2 separate regions of the Mus musculus genome follow, and region 2 is linked to region 1. The links are chromatin contacts, called in public Hi-C maps. All regions are on one chromosome and are shown on one strand. Each heading gives the region's core, a stretch centred on a gene start, on an enhancer-like site or on the middle of the called end of the contact. The rest is flanking DNA. Distances are from core to core; before and after follow the strand shown.

Region 1 (3,106 bases), core at 356-2,855:
CTTCCTTTACTTTTGTAAAATTCCCATTGAAGGGGGAAATGTCTAGGTAATTAACTTCCTAATGTTTATCATTTCATTTTTATTTTGATTTAAACCAAACTTCCCAAAGAATTTGTGTTTCTTGTCTTGCCCTTCTGATAATGATGATAATAAATCAGAATCCCACAGTATGTTTACTGTGGTTTGGGGAACAGGCAGCTATTCTTCCCCATTTCCAGAATCCCCTTCACCACCCCCATTTATGACAGGGTCCCATGAAGCCTGACTGGCCTCAAACTCATCCTGTAGCCCAGGCAGGCATAGACTTCAGTATGTAGCTAAGAACTTCCCTGAATTCATGATCCTCCTGTCTCTGCTTTCCTCCGTCACCCCCATGACCTCAGTCACCCCCATGCTCAGCTTTTCTCACATTTCTGATCATCTTTTTTTTCCCTCTCAGCTGGGGTGACAGTTTGAACTCGGCTGCAGACAACAGAATGCACTTAGGCAATTGGGGTGAAGGGTATTACATTATCAGCTGATGGCCACCGTACAAACTCACTGGATGAACTAAAAGAATATAGAGCCAAGGTCGAGCTTCCTGAGGTCAAGAATGTCAATGCCCTGGTGGAGCAGAAATGCTGACACCAAGCAGCAGAATCAAAACTGCTGACCGAGACCTGGAAATGTAGGGATGTCCATGGTTTCTGTTCATACTTTGAGAGAGCTGACTTCACCAAGGCATGACTGGAAAGATAAGCCAGCAGGGAGATAGTGAGAGGAGCAGAAAATTAGAGGCCATAGTGTCTTAAGGAGAAAGCAATGGAAAAGATTATCTCAGAAATGTCTGTCAGGCTGGGGAGAGGCCTCCGACAGCATGAGGGCCTGAATTTGGATTCTTAGCACCCAAGGAAATGCTGGGCATGGTGGCATAAGTCTGCGACTGCATCACTCGAAGGCAGAGATGCTCAGATTGCAGGGCTCACTGGGCAGCTAGTCTGGTTGAAACACCAAGCCCCAGGTTCAGTAAGAAATCCTGTCTTGAAAACTAGGGCGGAAAATAATAGATGAGGACACTGATCTGTGGCTTCCACACACCCATGCATAGTCTAATACATCTATATGCCTCCCTTCCCTACATACACCACACATGCTCTAAAGTGGAGAGCAGATGATGGTTAACGGGTGGTATAGAAGGGTCAAGGCAATGTTCTCAACTGAGAAACAGAAGCCACTAGGAGTCCATGTTTTGATGCTCTCATGACTAATTCAGTTGGGAGGAAATAACTAAGGACATGCACGCAGTAGAGCAATGCATGATGGGTACAGTGTGGTTCCTGAATAGGTGGAAGGTGGTGGGACCCGTAATTTCAGGAGAAGTGGAGAGTAATGGGATTAGAGACTTGAAACACCTGCATGGAGGACCGGGGAGGAAGTACTGTATCAGAAAAGGATCAGTGATGCAGAAAATCTGCCCTTACCCATGAAATATTGCAGGGCTGGCAACAAGGCTCAGCGGGTGAGCTGGCTGGCTTTCATTAGCCTGAAATAAACCCAGGCCTACTTGGAAAGAGGAATTCACAATTGAGAAAATGCCTCTGAGATCCCAGCTCAGTGTGGGTGGTGCTGCCCCTGGGCAGAAGGTGCTGGGTTGGTTCAGAAAGCAGTCTGAGCAAGCCATGAGGAATGAGCCAGTAAGCAGAGTCCCTTCATGACCTCAGCTTCAGTTCCAGCCTCCGGATTTTGCCTTGAGTCCCTGCTCTGGCTTTCCTCAGTGATTGCGACTTGAGCAGAAATAAACCCTTTTCTTCCTGTGTTGCTTTTGGTTGTGGTGTTATATCATAAATAGAAACCCTAAGATAGCAGGCCTAGGTGCTTGTCACCATGCCTGCTGGCCTGAGTCCCATCACTACTTACTGTGTAACAAAGCTTTTCCTGGGGGAAATATCACACACATGTCTACTCATCAGAGAGGGAACCCATGACAAACCAAAGTATGAATACCACCAAAGTCCAACTTCATGAACCAATGGCTTTTATTGAGGTTGCTTCTAAGACTCTGGGTGAGGGGTTACTTATAGGTGCAGAAATGACTCAAAGATAGCTGCATCACCAAAGCCCAGTCCAGCATGAGTGACAGCTTTGCTCATATGAGAAGTCTTCTTTGCAGCAGGAATGCTTAGCCTGTATTGCTCACACTGGCAGGGAGGGGCCTAGTGAATCCGGTCAGTTTCAGGGACTTCCTGAAGCTATTTTGAGTTGTTACCTTCTTGTTTAAGGAGCTTCCCTGCAGGATAGAATGTTTCTCACAGACTTACTACATGTTGGAAGTAGAGAACCAGTTGCTTCAAATTGTCCTCTGGTCTCCACACATGTGCTGTGGCACAACTCCCCACCCAATCAATAAGTAAAGGGAATTCTTAAAAATGTAATGAAGTTTTACAAAGATTTACTATGCAGATCCTGAAGCGTTGAGCTAGCGGAGTTGAGGTGGGCTGGGTTGTGTGATCCAGTAAACCTGGCAGAAATAAAGATATTCCAAAGAGCTGCTTGCTTCATTTCGTCTACCAGACTATTGAGACAATAGACTCCAAGAAAGGGGAATTTCTCTAGGAATCTTAAGCTGGGAGGAAAAACAAAAAACAAAACAAAAAAAAACCCGTGTTGGGGGAGGGGCAGAGGGAGGGCTTTGTAACTTGTCTCCAGAAAAGATATTTCACAGTTCTAAAATCTTGTCAGACCATCTTGTAAGGTGAGACTGAAGCCCAGAAAATGATGGGCCATCTGGAAGATGAACTTGGTAGAGGGTGGGGGGTGGGGGTGGGAGCACTGGTTTTCTTTGTCCATCATCCCAAGGTGGCTGCATTGAATAAATCTCCTTGCTTTTCACTATTTTAATTAACTTCTCATAGACTTGTTGCCAAACTTCACTTCTTGGGTATAGATTCTGACCCCAAGTTTGATAACAACCCTACCACACATGACTGAGGTGGACACACCTTACAGAAAAGCTAAGATAACTTCGGGTTTCAGCAGCCAGTCCAATCTAAACTGAACCCTAAAACGAAAGAAATTTATCGGCCTGTAAGAGAAAGTCCAAAGGTGTGTGGGTTCCAGGCACAGGCTC
Region 2 (3,086 bases), core at 515-3,014, 110 kb before region 1:
CGAACTCAGAAATCCTCCTCCCTCTGCCTCCCAAGTGCTGGGATTAAAGGCAGGCACCATCACTGCCCGGCTAAAAATTCTCTTTTTAAATTTCTCTTTACGTTCTCAATCTATCTGTTGCTGATCCTTATGTGATTATGGACATACAAGTTCATTATGCGTATGAATAAGTGCAGTATCCACAGACAAGTGTGGATAAGGGTCTCAGTGGAGTACACTATCCACAGACATGTGTGGTAAACTCCTGGCCTTTCTTTGTGGCTCCATCTCCCTTTCTTTCTGTTAAAATCTTAGTCTTAATTCTCAGCTCCTTCATACTCACGGGCAGGTGAGTCCCCTTTCTCGGTCCTTTCCGCTAGGACTCAGTATTATCTCCACCACCCACAGTCTTGCCTGCCCATCTACAGCTTAGAATACAGCCGACAGATCTAATAAAATCCAGTTTCACTATTGTCCAAAGAGGAGCCATGAGCAGCTCCACGTAGATAAGTGTTTGAAAATATCTTCTAGTCGGGTTTTATACTTTTCTACATGAAAGCCTAGCACACAAGTTTTAAAGATTTATGTTTTAAAATATGAACTTTTCTATGGTCAGCAAGATGGTGCACAGCAGGTAAGGGGACTTACTACTAAGACGGATGATCAGAGTTGGAGTCCCAGATCCCATTTGGTAGAAGGAAAGGACCTGTCCACTCTTGCAAGTTGTCCTGTCACACCCATAGAGATGCTAATGGCATGTGTGTCCACACATACACACACACACACACACACACACATACAAACAAATGAATAGATAAATAAGTAAATGTAACTTAAATTAAAATAATAAAATAAGCTGTTGAATGTTGCTTATTTTCCCTAGGAGGATCTGTGTGTACTGTTGAAACAGCCCTCCCTTGTGCTAATCGGAACTCAGAACTTTGGAGAAAACCACATTGAAGTAGGTTGGGGGCTCGCCTGGATTGGTGACTGCCCATTGGCCCTGATGATGGGATGTGGGCATTTTGCCCCTCACCTAGTGAGGGTCACGCCAAGCAAGGGCAGCTACAGACTGGGGTGAGGGACGAGCATGGGGTAGAGATACCCTGGGAACTGGCCCTAGAAGTTCCCCACCCCCACCCCACCCCCACCCCACCCCCACCCCACCCCTGAATGTATTGTTTGCTGTCCTGTAATGCACCTTGCTAAAGGGGAACTTGAGCTGTCTGAGCTCTCTGTGATTCTGCTGTGTGGTGCTCTTTGCTGACTTTCTCTGCTTCCCCATATGAGGGGTTATAAGGAACTGTGATGCTATAAACTCACTGGCTTGGGTCATCAGCCCCTGCTGCCCTCCTGACCCCAGCGTTTAACTCTTTCCTTTCCTTATTGCTTTATTTCTTTCTTGCTCCGAGTCCTCCCACTTAAGACCCTGTCCAGAGCCCTGATACAGCTGGGCTTATTTCCCTCCTTCAAAGAAAAAACAAAACAAAAACAAAAAAAAAAAAAACAAGAACAAAAACAAAAACACTACTGGTCAAATATCTTGAGTGATTTCTGTGGCTTTTTCGTCTTCCTCTCTCCATTTTGGATAAAAAGAATATATTTTCTCTATTTGCAAAGTCTCAAGTAAAAGTCCATCAAAGAAAACATCTGGGTTTGTACTAAGCTTTCAGGTTTCTTTGTCTGGAATTTTCAGCCCCGGGCTTTTTCCTATTCTTCCCAATGCTTGAGGTCCCCTTAGCAGGTCTGTGACACAGCAGAACCGGTGCCCCTGGGGCACCAGCGTTGCCTCTGTCTATGTGGCTGCTGGACTCGGTGTTTGGGTGGAGGGGGCTCCACTGTGGTGGAATCCAATGTTTCTCAGCAAACAATGTAACATTTTCCAGAAAGTAAAGGTAATTAGGGAATTTAGCAGGACTTAGGTTGTGCTGGCTGGTTTTGTGTGTCAATTTGACACAAGCTAGAATCATCAGAGAGGAAGGAGCCTCAGTTGAGGAAATGTCTTCATGAGATCCAGCTGTAAGGCATTTTCTCAATTAGCGGTCAAGGGGGAGGGCCCAGCGCATTGTGGGTAGTGCCATCCCTGGACTGGTGGTCCTGGATTCATTCTATAAGAAACCAGGCTGAGCAACCCAGGGCAAGCAAGCCAGTAAGCAGCACACCTCCAAGGCTTCTGCATCAGCTCCTGCCTCCAGTTTCCCACTCTGCTTGAGTTCCTGTCCTGACTATCTCCAGTGAGGGAATATGATCTGGACGTGTAAGTTGAATAAACTCTGTCGTCCCTAACTTGCCTTTTGGTCATGGCCATAGAAACCTTAACATGGGGTATAGACATAGGTTTAGGGTCATAGAAACATTAGTGACACAGGGATACAAAGAGGTGCTACTTACACAGGTGGACTGTCCCCACAGTACTTCCCAATTCTTTTGGCGTCATTGACTTCCCCACCGTTAAACACAGCCACGTAGTCGTATCTGCAGTAGTTATCGCGCTCAACATCGAACTTCTCAAACTTTAACTCTATAAGCTTTGGGAAAAGCACAGCGTGGAAGTGTCAGTGACCTGAACAACCTCCAGTGGACACCCCCCCCTCGTGATGGGCGTTGGCGATCTATTACGTCCCACAGCAACTGTAAATCATAGTAACATACTTTTGAAAATTGCTAAGAGCTCAGATTCACACGTGTCTATGTGTACAGATGCAAAACTCTGCTACGTGAAGGGTGTGCTAATTAGTTCAATTGTAATATTTCATAATGTATGCATGATCCAAGCACAGCTGTATACTACAGGCGTGTACAATTTTTATTTGCCAACTATATCTCAATAAAGCTGGGGAGGAAAAAAAAAGTGGGGGAGGATTCTGAACACACGAATAGCTGGGTGTGTGTTCTGGCGATAAATGGACCTGAATACTAGTCCACTCTCCTCTGGGAAGAAATGAACAGAGATCAAAAATTTTATCAAAGATGTTCCCCCGTATCACATTACAACTGGGTATGGTGTGTGTGTGTGTGTGTGTGTGTGTGTGTGTGCGCGCGCGCGCGTGTGTGTGTTCATGAGATAGGTAGATTTCTCCTTTTGAGAGGAGATAAACATTCATATT

Evidence for each region. A called contact is a pair of places that touch in the nucleus more often than the background predicts.
Region 2: a Hi-C map of Kupffer cells shows a contact between it and region 1, with 5 times the contacts expected there. The contact joins two enhancer-like sites. A contact is called at or near these places in 6 of 39 promoter capture datasets (HPC-7-derived erythroid cells, embryonic stem cells, pre-B cells and 1 more), 1 of 15 datasets of contacts at CTCF or cohesin (large pre-B cells), 7 of 484 Hi-C or Micro-C datasets (B cells, the F1.1 cell line, the G1E-ER4 cell line and 3 more), 8 of 115 datasets of contacts at active chromatin or transcription factors (cardiomyocytes, embryonic stem cells, fetal liver and 3 more) and 2 of 9 other capture datasets (adipose tissue and liver).

What each region holds. Positions count from the first base shown.
Region 1 is chr9:95,570,165-95,573,270 of GRCm38.p6, reverse strand. No RefSeq gene overlaps it. Among named protein-coding and RNA genes, the nearest start is that of Gm32542, 8.9 kb to the left of the region's middle. Within about 2 kb of position 1,605, at least 13 of the 459 cell types and tissues checked have an H3K27ac peak or open chromatin away from gene starts, as enhancers often do. A contact at or near this core is called in Kupffer cells, where this site is marked.
Region 2 is chr9:95,680,954-95,684,039 of GRCm38.p6, reverse strand. It overlaps Pcolce2 (procollagen C-endopeptidase enhancer 2), which reads right to left. Exons shown (of 9, transcript NM_029620.2): 5 at 2,371-2,507. Among named protein-coding and RNA genes, the nearest start is that of Gm39407, 24 kb to the left of the region's middle. Within about 2 kb of position 1,764, at least 3 of the 459 cell types and tissues checked have an H3K27ac peak or open chromatin away from gene starts, as enhancers often do. A contact at or near this core is called in Kupffer cells, where this site is marked.